2 separate regions of the Pan troglodytes genome follow, and region 1 is linked to region 2. A link is a contact called in public HiChIP or PLAC-seq data. All regions are on one chromosome and are shown on one strand. Each heading gives the region's core, a stretch centred on a gene start, on an enhancer-like site or on the middle of the called end of the contact. The rest is flanking DNA. Distances are from core to core; before and after follow the strand shown. Region 1 holds the start of LRRC1 (leucine rich repeat containing 1). Region 2 holds the start of GCLC (glutamate-cysteine ligase catalytic subunit).

The links. HiChIP or PLAC-seq counts read pairs in DNA pulled down with a chosen protein or histone mark.
Region 1: a contact with region 2 is called in an H3K4me3 HiChIP or PLAC-seq map of stem cell-derived excitatory neurons, with 3 times the contacts expected there. The contact joins the promoter of LRRC1 here to the promoter of GCLC in region 2. A contact is called at or near these places in 1 of 7 Hi-C or Micro-C datasets (induced pluripotent stem cells) and 1 of 1 datasets of contacts at active chromatin or transcription factors (stem cell-derived excitatory neurons).

The regions. Positions count from the first base shown.
Region 1 is chr5:59,654,802-59,661,057 of NHGRI_mPanTro3-v2.0_pri, reverse strand. It overlaps LRRC1 (leucine rich repeat containing 1), which reads right to left and starts at 2,412. Exons shown (of 14, transcript XM_001156152.6): 1 at 1,842-2,412. The coding sequence starts at 2,000.
Region 2 is chr5:59,403,169-59,409,840 of NHGRI_mPanTro3-v2.0_pri, reverse strand. GCLC (glutamate-cysteine ligase catalytic subunit) reads left to right here and starts at 3,343. Exons shown (of 16, transcript XM_001155930.7): 1 at 3,343-3,948. The coding sequence starts at 3,799.

The sequences.
Region 1 (6,256 bases), core at 1,163-3,662, 250 kb before region 2:
TTACAGAGTACCATCAGACTATATTTTGAGATTCTGACAAGTTTCCATTTAGGATCACAGAAAGACCTGACATTTCGGCTTGGCATGGGAAATTATGTAATTTCCCATGCCAAGCTGAACTCCCCAACATTACAGGAAAACCCACAAACCCTGCAGAAGGGAGTGAAAAGCCAATCCAGTCAAAGGAAATCTTCCAGTTCTACAAAAGAAAACAAACAAACAAATACCACAAAGGGCAATGAGTCATTTCTAGTGAATAACTTTTCACTCCATCTTCAATAATGTCATCCTGAAGCCCCTGAAAACTATTAAATTACATATTCTATATTCCTGGTGATATCACTGCCTAAAATTACACAACTTAAAGCAGTGAGGGAGCTGACGACTGGTAAGAAATCTTCAAGGACGTGAAAGGCCAGAAAAAAATCATGTGTTTGAAAATGCCTGCAAAATAATAAACGCCTGAGGGAACTTGATGGCTTTGCTGCTTCTAAGCTAAATAAAGCCTGGGGGGCTTTGCAAAGGTCCTAGTGAGGATAATCTCTATGATTACACAGAGCAAACATCCAATCAATTCCACATGAACCCAGGAAAGTTAATCCAAGAAGAACACCACCACTTAAAATATTGAGAAAAACACACAGTTCTGATTGTTTAAATGCTCCATCAGCGCTGGAGAACGTATCAGGTCATTCTAACAAGTCAGAACACTTGACTAGTGTTTCTGTGACAAAGATTTGGCTTGTGTTAACTAAAGGGCAACAAGAAGTTTGCGTTCCAAAGCTCAGGCCTTAAATAGGTCCAATCCCCGACTCCCAGCAGTCTCCCTACTTCCTGCACACCTTTGGATTATTGCACAGTGACTTCCTGCACACACCTGGGTTTGAGACACCTTCCCCCTAAGGGGTTACTCTAGCTAAGTTCCCGAGGCAAGCTTGAAAGAAGTTCGCTGTACCCCTACTCTCGGTCAAAGCACCATCAGCACATGTCGCTTGACAAGTTCGGCGGCAATGGAGTGATCAATTTACATAAACAACTCTGAAGAGATAACGCATCACTGCAAGGAGAGAAAGTCAGCAGGACGACTGTGCCCGCTCCGGGAAAGGCGGCTGCAAGGCTGGCCCGCGGGCAGAGCCTCTGCTGACGTTCACCGCAGCTCCCACCACGCAACAGGTCCACGTAGGCAGGGCCCGGGCGGCCGGCATCTGGGCACCTGCCCCTAGCGCTCCAGGCCCAGCTCTCCCCTGCGCCCATCCCGCGTCCACCCCCGCAGCCACCGCAGGCCAGCCGGCCAAGCCCACCCGCGATAAAGCACGGAGCACATTCCTCATTCCTCCCAAGACGCCGAGATAGTGCGGCCCGCTTGAGCGCTGCCCAGGTCACAAGGTCCTCCGGGACATGCCTTGACTAAAGGAGAGGCGCGCCCGGCCCTTGGTGGGGGAACGACCCCGGGAAGTGGAGGGGGGCAGGATGCGGTGCTCTGTAGCTTCCAGATGGAAACAGCCCGAATCACCCGGCTTCTCATCTGACCCGGCACAAGTGCCAGGTGTCAGTACCTAGCATGGATCTAAGTTACTTAACAGTCCAGAACGTTTCTCCAATAGCACGAGCCCCAGTGACTACGCGCAAAATATCCGGTCACTTTGAATAAAATGAAAAGGAACTTTTACTGGGAAAGGATGGAAGTAAAGAGACAGGGGGAGAAAGAAGCAGGTGAATGCATAAAAGAGGGAAGGTTCCTTCACGCCGGACCCGGAGGTGGAAGAGGGGACGAGAGAGGATGGGAGCGGAAGGGACAGCAGACGAGCGGGCAGAGCGCTCAGGTGAGGCCGGACCCTTACCTCGGGCAGCTCGCGGAGCTGGTTGGCGTCCAGCAGCAGCTCCTCCAGGCTCCGGGCATAGCGGTAGATCTCCTCGGGGACGTAGACCAGCGAGCAGTGGCGCTTGTCGATGCTCTCCACATGACGGTTGCACCGCCACAGGGGGATGCAGTGGAACATCGCCGCCCCCGCCGCCGCCTAGCCGGGTCCCGAGCGGCGGAGACCCGGGCTCCGAGCCCGTTCTTCCCGGCGGCTCCGCTCAGCCCGCTGCCCTCTCCGCGCTCGTTGTTGGCTCTTGGGTTAGCTCGCTTCTCGCGCCGGGCTTCGCGGTCGGAAGTGCTTCAAGGAACCTGGAGCGGGAGCCCCTGCCCCGTCCCTGTACCCCCGCCCGCCAGCCGGTGCCTCCACTCCCACCCGCCAGTCGCCGTCGCCGCCCCCGCCGCCGCGCGGAGCTTCCTACTCGCAGCCGCCGCGCGGACTGAGCATGCGCGCCAGTGGGTGAGCGCCGAGGGCGTTTCCCGGCCCGAGGGATGCTCCGCTCCGGGTTTTCCCGGCGACCTGCATCCAGAGAGGGTCGACTGACCTGTGGGCCGGCTGCTGGCGATCTGCTTACTCCGGCAAGGACGGGGGCGCATCGGGCCGTTTGAGGAAGGCAGACTGTGAAAGAACTTGGGGCAAAGATGAGGCGGAGTAGAGGCGGCCTGAGCAGAGCAGAACAACTTTGATATTTAGTTTTATTTAACTCGCACTCCTCTCCTTGCTCCCCTTCCCCAAAACAACTTTCTCTTCCGGGGTCAGACAGGACCGCCCCGAAGCGTACCTTGCGCGCCGGGGGCGCCAGGCGCTACGGGATTCGGTGTAGTTTTGAGGTGTTTGCACTACCCTCGCTGCTGCTTTGGTGGCTGCCCGTGTGCCCGCTGCTCACGGCTGCCCCAGAAGTGTGAGCTGGCCGCGCCCGGCCCCTGTCCTGCCCTCTGGTCCTCGGGCACCGCCTGCAGGCTTTGTAACTTGGGAGCACATCTCTGGTGATCATGGTTTATGCAGTGAGTGACAGTAAATCCTCCTCCCTGTACCAGCAAAGGCATAGGAGTCTGAGAGTCTGCGAGATTCTCATAGATGTGGTTGCACCTGGCAAGGAGCCCAACTGCAGAAATAAGCAGGCAAAAGCGAGTTTCTGAGCCAGTTCCAGCCCGGCCCAGATGTTGGCCCCTGACAACTAGCTGTGGCTGGTGCGGAAGGAGGAGCGAGGGAAGAGGGGCAGATCGAGGCTGCCAGGTGAGCATCCTCCATACAGCTCCTGCTTTTCTGCTACAACCCCAGTCCCGTCCAGCCCGGATGACCGGGGAGGCTCACTATTGGGTTATAACAACCATTCCCTCGCCCCGACTCATTCCTGCGGACCACGGCCGGAATCCTGAACTGCCCCTCTTTGCCTGTAACTGTTTGCAACATAATCCCCATCTCCGAATAACCAAATTTTCTCCTTTAATGAAGGGTTGCTAAAGTCAAGGTCAATCACAATGATGAATCATTTCCTTGGGGGCTCCTCTGATTCCCCACCCGGCCGCCCCTTCGTTCCACACTTTCCCTTTCAAGCATACTCAAACTCCAGGTTCCACCTGCGGCCGCTGCCACGCTGGCTCTCCCACACTCACTCCCGCCCTCCAGCTGCTATAGCTAAAATCTGGAGCCACGGAGTTCACTTTTCTATAGAAGACAAAGCTGAGCATGCTCAGTGGCCAAGGCAAAGTTTGGTCGGAAACTAGTTTTTGCATTAGACTCTCCATGGGCTCCATAGACTCTCCTGTACCTTACGACTGGGCACAGGAGGGTTTCCCCGGTGAAATGGAGAAGAGGACACACTTGGTCTTTTCAACTTTACTAGGAGGGCTCCTTTCTTCCCAGTCCGTAAGGAGGGGTCTGACTTTCATTTCTACCCCAGCATTATCACCTTAACTCTCATTCCAGTCAATCCCTAAACTCCGTTGCCCTACCCACTTCACCCTTCTTTTGTTTGTCCTGATTTGATTCTTGCATTCTCACAGAGAGCTACCTGGACTTTGAACCTCCACCCCCCTTTCTACATTCTTGCATTCCAGAAACATATGAAGCTCATTTCTGCCACCCTTCCTAGAAAACTGGTTGCTGACAGAGACATGTGGAAAGGTAAGTGCCTGTCTTCAAGTTTTCCAACTTTTTAAAAAAAAATTAAAGAAGGCTAGTTCCCTCCATTTAAAATAATGTGATTTCCAGAGGTTATCACACTAGATTATTTTAACGAACACCAAATGTATTTTAAAGACGTGTCCAGTCCTTTAAAAATTCAAACCTCAATAAGCATTCCTTGTGTGCCTCTCCATGATGCTTCAGCTTCTCTGTGTTATTATTTTTGTATCACCTTAATCCGAAAGAGATTGTGACCTCTTGAACAACAGATACTGTCTGACTTGCTTTGTAGATCTGGGAAGCTGCCACAATGCCATATGCACAGTCAATGATCAACATTTTTTGTTGATTTAATTCTATGGGTAGTCACTGGGAGAATTCTTGACTTTCCTTGTTTCCAATAATCTGCCAAGAATTTGAAACAGCGTAGTAAGAGAGAAAAAATGAAACAACACCTTGTCAACTACAGAATAGGGAAGCAATTAACTTTTTACTCACCTGAAGAATTTTAGGGTTTCCCGCCTGATAAAACATCTAGTTTCTTCCGCCACATACAAATGAGTTTGACTGAATTTAAACAAAGTTTAAAAAGACCACCTAAATCACTTTATTCTTAGAATAATGTAATTCTTTTATTCATTTGTACTGTGAACCATGTTTTCACAGCCTTTGAGCTAAAGAGATCTGTGTTTGAACTCTTGTTATGCCACTAGCTTTGTAGAAATTGACAGTTTACTTAACTTGTATAAGCCTCAGTTTTATCATATCTCAAATGAGGATGATTCATGGGATTGTTATCTGGATTAAATGAAATGATATATGTAAAATGCTTAGTACAGTATCAGACACACATTACTTTAATCAATAAATATTCATTATGCACTTTATTAGCCAGCCTCCAGGAAGTTAGGGGCAACATCCACCATCTCCTGGTTGGTCTATGTAACCAACTTTTTCTTTCTCGAATCACTCACTTTGGGGAAGCCAGCTGCCATGTTGAGCAAATCTAGAGCTCCACATGCCAAAGAATTGCAGACTGCTGACAACAACTAGCAAGGGACTGACGATTCTTGGCAGTAGTCATGTGAGTGAGCCATCTTGGAAGCCAGTTCTCCAGCCCTTGTCAAGCCTTCAAGTGACTGCAGCACCAGCTGATAGCTTGACTAAAACCTCATGATAGCCTCTGACTCAGGACCACTCAGCTAAGCTGCTCCCCACTCTTGCCCCTCAGAAATTATGTGAGACAGTAAATGTTTGTTGCTTTAAGCTGCTAAGATTTGGAGTAATTTATTACACAGCAACAAATAACTAATAAAGGTACATACTATGCACCAGGCATTGTGCTAGATACTAGAAATGTAAGAAAAACAAGATAGGTCTTAGCCTCATGAAGCTTACTCTCTAAAGTTAGGAGAATGATAAATACTTAGTGGTCTGTTGTTGCTTTATCATTAATTTTTTGAGCATGGTATCATTAATTTTTTTAAGTGAAAGTCCAAAGTGTTAGCGTGTAAGATAGGGATTCTTGTAAATGGGGATTCAGAGGTTTGGGCATGTGAATTTTAATGTGAGATACCACCACCTAACCACTAGAATGACTTAAAATTAAAGAAAAAAAAAAGACAATCCCAAATGTTACTGAAGATATAGAGCAACTTGGCCCGGCAGAGTGGCTGACACCTGATTCCAACACTTTGGGAGGCCCAGGCGGAATGGGGTGAAGGGATCGCTTGAGGCCAGGAGTTCAAGACCAGCCTGGGCAACATAGGGAGACACCCGTCTCTACAAAAAATAAAAAATTAGCCTGGCATAGTGGCATATGCCTGTAGTCCCAGCTACTCAGAAGGCTGAGGTGGAAGGATCACTTGAGCCTCCTAGTTAGTTTGAGGCTGCAGTGAGCTGGGCACTGCACTCAGCCTGGACAACAGCATAGGACACTGTCTCAAACAAATAAAAAAATGGAACAACTGGAATTCATACATTGCTGGTGGAAGTGTAAAATGGTAAAACCACTTTGTAAAACAATTTGGCAGTTTATTTTAATCATATGCCTACCTTAATGATCTACCCATTCTACTCCTAGGTATCTGCACAAGAAAAAGTGAAAACATATGTCCAAGCAAGGATTGTTTACAAATGTGCATAGCAGTTTTGTTAATAATAGCCCCAAACTGGAAACAATCCAAATATTCATCAACAGATGGATGCAGTGTAGTACAGTGAAACAATGGACTAGCATTCAACTAAAAGGAGCAAGCTACTAATACATG
Region 2 (6,672 bases), core at 2,094-4,593:
AGGGAAACTGGGAATGGCGTGACCACAGAGAAAATGATGTATTTTTTGGTCCTTGGAGGCCCGAAACCCATCGTGTCTGAAATGACTGCGGCAATCCTAGCAGCAGCAGCAGCCCAGAGGTCAGGAGTGATGGACTGAGACTTTGCCCTAAGAAGCCTCCCCGGGATTGACCTCCGGCTCGGAGCCCGCACAAAGTGCTGAGTCACGGGGAGGCGGTGCCGCGCGCGGGGGAGGCGGGCCCGCGCAGTCACGTGGCGGGGGCTGTATCACAACAACTGCGCGGCGTGCACCGCCCGCGGCCCACACCGCTTCCTCCCGCGACAGGCCGGCTCTCCGAGCATGCTCAGCTTGGCCTCACGACTGCACGGCGTCCCCCGATGCGGATCTCCACGGTCCAGGTTTTCCGGGCGGCTCTGGGGGCGGGGCCTGTGTTGGTCCGCGGGGCTGCTAGGCGAGGTTGCGGTGCCAGGGCGCCGCTGGGCAGAGATGGGTTCCTGGAGAGCGGGTCTCGCGTTTTTCCGCGGAAGACACTACTGGGAATCGGCCTTTGGTCGTGGTCTAGGGAAGAGCTGATTCTGCAAGATATGAGCTCCTTCTTTCCCCTTCAGCTATCGTTACAGCCCTGATGGAGCTGTCTGCTGAAAACTCACTTCCAGATGTCGAAACCTAGCCCTGGGTGCAGTCTACAGAATGAAATCGAGCCGTAGTGGACCTATGCAGGCAAAGCATTGTCAGAGGGGAGTAACTCTTGTTAAATATGACTTCAGTTGATCCGTGATGGGATTTTTGTTTTTTCTTTGTAACAGAAAAGGCTAAAGACACTGAGAGATCAAGGTTTAAATTGGGCATAAGTGCCCTGTGGTGCAGCAGCGCCGGCGCCCTTTTTGAGATTGTCCAAAGCTCTGGGACCCCCGCTGGGGGAGCTGGTTCAGAATTCGGGGGGGTAGGGTGAGGGAGGTCCCTTATGTGAGTGTGAGCCGGGATCTAGGACAGAGTAACTCCAATTACAGTGTTAAACTCTTACTAGGTTCAGTGTCGTGTAGGGCTTTGGCTAGACAAGAATTTAGTCTATTATTGAACCGCCCAGGTCCATGATTCCTAACAGGTGCATGGGAAAAGTGTATGGTGTGCAGCAGGTGTATGGGAAAACTGCTTTGCAAAGTGTAAATCAAGGTCTACATCAGTACTGTTTCAATAAAGTGGAATGAGAGCCACATATGTAATCTTAAATTTTTCAGTAGCCTCCTTTAAAACTAAAAATAAAAGTGGGCGGGGGTGGTGGTGAATTAATTTAAATAACATACCACATCATATTTAACTCAAAATTTCCAAAATACTATATCGCTATGTAATCAATATAAAACTTTTAATGAGATATTTACATCTTTTTATTCTACTGTCTTAGAATCTGGTGTGTGACTTACACTCACAACACATCTGGGCCACTAAGTTTTTCATTGGAAATACTTGATCTGTAATTACATTTCATAAAATTTACAGTCAAAAATGGATTCACATTTCCAACTTGTTTCAAATTTACTTAAAAGTTTTCCAGTAACTGAATGGAATATCAGTTTTTAAATTTACATTTAAATTGATTAAATTAAAATGAAAATTTGGTTTCTCGGTCATGTTAGCCACATTTCAAATGTGCTTTGGCCAATGTGGCTGATGGCTGTCGTGTTGAACAATGCAGGTCTATGAAAATGTCAGATGACATTATGAGAATAACCCAATGATCCTTGGATGTCTTACCTACATGGGAAACACTGTTTCTCCCCCTCTCCCACTACCTGCTTTTCATGGAGAAGCTAACATTTATTAAGCACACACTCTATACCAAGCACTTTTCTAGAATTAAAGGTACAAAAGGCATAAGTCATCTGTGCCCCAGAGGAATTCACTATTTAGTGTGGAGCTATCTTTAAAATGACTCTATCATTAATGTACGAATGCAACCAAAACACAGAGAGGAATAACTGTGACTCAAGAGATGAACATGAGTGTGTCAGATGGAGAATTTCAAGCAGGAAAAACAACAGAGTGCCAGAACCATATACAGATCTGGTGAGGTTGGTGGGAGGGCAAAGGAAGTTGTTGAAAAGGCTGTGGAAAAATTAGAATAATGTGGTTTGATTTCTATCCCACCTGTGTGATGAGGATGGAAACATCATCTCCTGAGCTTCAAACATCCCTACCACACACAGACACACACACACACACACACCATTGTGGAAATCCCAGACAGACCTTGGGTATTCATGCCCGCAAGCCCTGTGAGGGGCACATCCAATATGAAGGCTGTGGGAGAAGAGAATCCTGCTATCATGTACTCACTCGTTCAGCAATTAATAAGTGCTTACTAAATGTTAACTCTGTAGTGCGAGGGAAGAGGGTATGATAAATACACACTTTCTGGGTAGGTACATGTATGATCTAGTTGCCTTCACTTTTCCCCTGACAGGTCATTGCTCTGTCAACACGTATTTATTAAACAATCACTTGGGGGCACGGTACCTCCTTCCTCTCCTTTCCCTCCAAGATAAGGCCAACTCTAGGTGTTCCCACTATCTTCAACCCCACCCCACGGTAGGCTCACAAGAACGTCATTTTGATCACTTAAGGGATGAATTTTAGGTTTAGATGGAGGATAAACTTTTGGAGATGGTTCCTCATATGGTCTATCTGGAGACTTTTTGCAATAAATGGTGTCCGTGCCATCCAGAGAACATAGGTCACCAGTTAATCAAGACAGTAGGGAATAATGATGATTTACACATGTTGACAAATTGATTCCTCTTAATAACCAGGTCAATTTATTGGCCAACACTATACACATGTACACTATGCACATAATTACGACATCTATAAAAGATAGAATTAATCTAATTTTATGCAGATATGGGAAGAACTTGTCCCAAGTCTCACAGTCAGTAAGTGATGGAGCCTAGAGTTGAACTGTTTCACTTCACTACCATGTTAATACTTTCCTCAACACATTCTGCCGCTCTCACTCTAAGTGTGAGGCCCTGTCCAACTAAAACATAATATGGTGAGTTCGTCATTGATTCAAATAATCAACTTTCTTCCCGAATCCCAAGTTTATCTCTTTTGATTAGCAAAAAAATGCATTTTGATATGTCGCGTTTGCGTAAAGCGAGGCCGACCGCACGCCCCCTTCTCGCGAGCTGCTCCCCTCAACTGCGTCCCAATCACCCTTGCACACGCCTCCTCAGCCTCCGCGGTTCCCACCGGGCTTCAGGCCACGCCTCCGCCACTGCACCGCCTCCTCTCCCCGCCTTCGCCCGTAGTCTATAAAACCTGGAGCGCAGGATCGCGCCCAGGAGCGGCGAGCTAGCGGACGCAAAGACTGGGCATGCTCCGCGGCGGCGCAGGTTTTGGTCACAAGTAGGAAGAAGCCAGTGCACCAGACCGGCAAAGAGAAGCGGGAGCCGCCGCGGCAGCGCGGCCGTGGGGTCCGCCGCCGCCGCATCGGAGCGGGAGGAGGAGCAGCGGGGAGGGCGAGGCCGCCGGGCCGAGAGCCGTCCCGCCTGCTCTCGGTCTTCTGCCTTCGCCTCCGCGCGGTGCGTCGGACCCAGGGTCTGTCACCTGGGCGCCAGGGGCCGCCGCCGGGGACCCGGAGCGGGCAGGACCCTCCCTCCGCCGACTGCGGCCCGAGAGCGCCCCCGCGGGGTGGAGCGGCAGCCGCCTTCTGCGGGCGGCTGAGTGTCCGTCTCGCGCCCGGAGCGGGCGACCGCCGTCAGCCCCGAGGAGGAGGAGGAGGAGGAGGGGGCGGCCATGGGGCTGCTGTCCCAGGGCTCGCCGCTGAGCTGGGAGGAAACCAAGCGCCATGCCGACCACGTGCGGCGGCACGGGATCCTCCAGTTCCTGCACATCTACCACGCCGTCAAGGACCGGCACAAGGACGTTCTCAAGTGGGGCGATGAGGTGAGCGCCCGCGGTCCCCGTCCCCGCCGGGCACCCGTGTCTGGCCGCCCGCGCTGCCTTTGTCTTGCCCTACGCCCCCGGCCCTATCGCGGTCCGCGTTCTCCACTGCGCCCGGGGGTCCTCGAGCGCCTCCCGGCCCCGGGAGCATCGTCCCTGATTTCGCCTAGTCGGCGTCCAGGGCCATCCTCCTGACTAGACTCCTTTCTTGTTCATTCATTCTTTTGGGTTTTCCCCTTCATTCCATAAACACGGATTGGGCGCTGGGAGGGCGTGAGCATGAAAAAGTGACATTAGGTGCTGCGAGTCTTCAACCTAGTGTATCTGCAGACCGGCAACTACCATGATCCACCTTACAGGCTCAAAATTCGCTTTTGCAGTCAATATGAAAGAGATTTAAGTTTTCCTAGTAGGCCTGCTGCTTTTAGAAATCAGGTCTTCAGGATGTCCACTTCTGCCCTACCTCATGCAGGTGTCTTTTCCTTAAACCTCTCCAACTTCTCATCTCCCCTCCCCTCCAAAACACACACACTTCATAGCTATAAATTGAAACCAGTAAGTTACGGCTCAGTTTCCTACATGGGGGAGGAACCTTCCCTTTCCTGTTTAATTCTAAGTGGGAATGCATTTAGAGTTTCAACATTAGGATTTGTTTGTGTCTTTCCATGGCCTAGGTCCAGCAACTAAACTTTACAAACCAGTGTTCTGCCTAGAGATGAAATGTCTCTAGATTCTCAGTATGTTGAACCATTGTTTATTGGAATGATCTGGAATGCAGCAATGTTAAAACTGTTGATTTAGTGTCATCTGCCAAAACTTTTTGTGCCTTCCCTTTCTGTTTTTGAAAATTACGTGTGTATGCAGTACACATTAAATGACTTCTTGAGAAGTCCATCTGTTTTTCTTGTTTTTAGCTTTTGCCTTAGATGGCTTGCCACCTGTGTAAATTGTTTATCTTTTGGCCAGTGTTGTTATCACTCTTGGCCTAAGTGCTGAGGTGCTGTTACACCAGTGCAGAATATCTCCTTTCAAAAAGTTAGTTTTTTTTTTTCTTCTAAGATTGGGATTCTACCTCCTACAGCTGAAGAAATTGTGCTGTTTTAAATTAGGAAAGTATGATGACTAGTAATTCACATTTCTACAAAAAGTGGTTTGTCACACTTCTTTGAACAGAAAAAGCACAGCATGTGTTTTGGTGATGATTCTTCAGTTTTACTGTAAAGTTCATAGTTTCTTTACAGCATCTGCCATTTTGTATATTCATTTTTGTATTGTGTGTCACAGGAAAATGTAAGACGAAATAGGGCAGGGACATTATGCTTGTTCACCTCTGTTTTCCTAGAGCCCAGCCTTGTGCCTGGTGTAGTTGGCATCAGGTCCTTGTGGCATGAATGAGTGAATGAACTACTATTTCAAGTTCCCACTGTATGGTAACTAGTCATTGTAGAGCAGTTCGAAGTTTGACATTTTTTTGTGCTGCTCTTTTTTTTTTTTGAGACAGAATCTTGCTCTGTCGCCCAGGCTGGAGTGCAATGGTGTGATCTCGGCTCACTGCAACCTCTGCCTCCCGGGTTCAAGCAATTCTCCTGCCTCAGCCTCCTGAGTAGCTGGGATTACAGGTGCCTGCCACCACGCCCAGCTAATTTTTGTATTTTTAGTAGAGACAGGGTTTCACCATGTTGGTCAGGGTGATCTCAAACTCCTGACTTCAGGTGATCCACCCGCCTCGGCTTCCCAAAGTGCTGGGATTACAGGCATGAGCCAATGTGCCGGGCCCTGTGCTGCTTTTGACATTTAACTAGGTCTCTCTACAAAGACAGGCAGTTCATGTCTTTGGTAGTCATTGTCCCAGGTAGAACTACGTCAACAGGAAATTTGCAGCACAGTTGGAGCTCAGCAACTCCTTCTGGAGACAACACCCCACCCCCCACCACCCCTTATCCATCTTTGTCCCATTTGGTGTATTCCTGCAAGACACTCCAGGAATCCTTAATCTTACCCTTTTAGAAAAGGCCTCTCCTGTTGGCAGGAAGAGCATTTAGAACTACCCATTTTAAGTAACTTTTGTAGTTGTTGGGTAAATTGAAGTGGGAAGAGCTGAAGAGTAGAGCCTTGAAGTACGTGTCTCTGCTTTAACAGGCTTTCATGGAGAGATTTGCGATAGGTTTACCTCCTTCCCACTCCAAAAGATCAAGGGGCTTGGAAAAGAGTGGCCATAATGCAAACTTGTATTATGCATCTATAAAGGAGAGAAAATTGGACCCAGCATTTCAGCCAGGTCATAACACTTCTTGAAAAAATTACGCTGAGCAGATCTGTGGAGAATTAGACTTTGGTATTGTATTAAGACTCTAATAATGGCTGGGCGTGGTGGCCCGTAGTCCCAACACTTTGGAAGGTCCAGGCAGGAGGATTGCTTGAGCCCAGGAGTTGAAGGCCAGCCTGGGCAATGTAGCGAGACCCCATCTCTACAAAAAATAAAAAATTAGTGGCATGTGCCTGTCGCCCCAACTACTCGGGAGGCTGAGATAGAAGGATCGCTTAAGCCTGGGAGTTTGAGGCTGCAGTGAGCCGTGATTATTCAACTGCACTCTAGTCTGGGTGACAGTGAGACCCTAGCCCCCCACCCCAAAAAAAGATTTGATAACACTGCTCTTACCTTAAAATGTGTAAATGATGTTCACTGAAAACTTTCATTAGTGACTGTTAAGACTATACCTTCACATT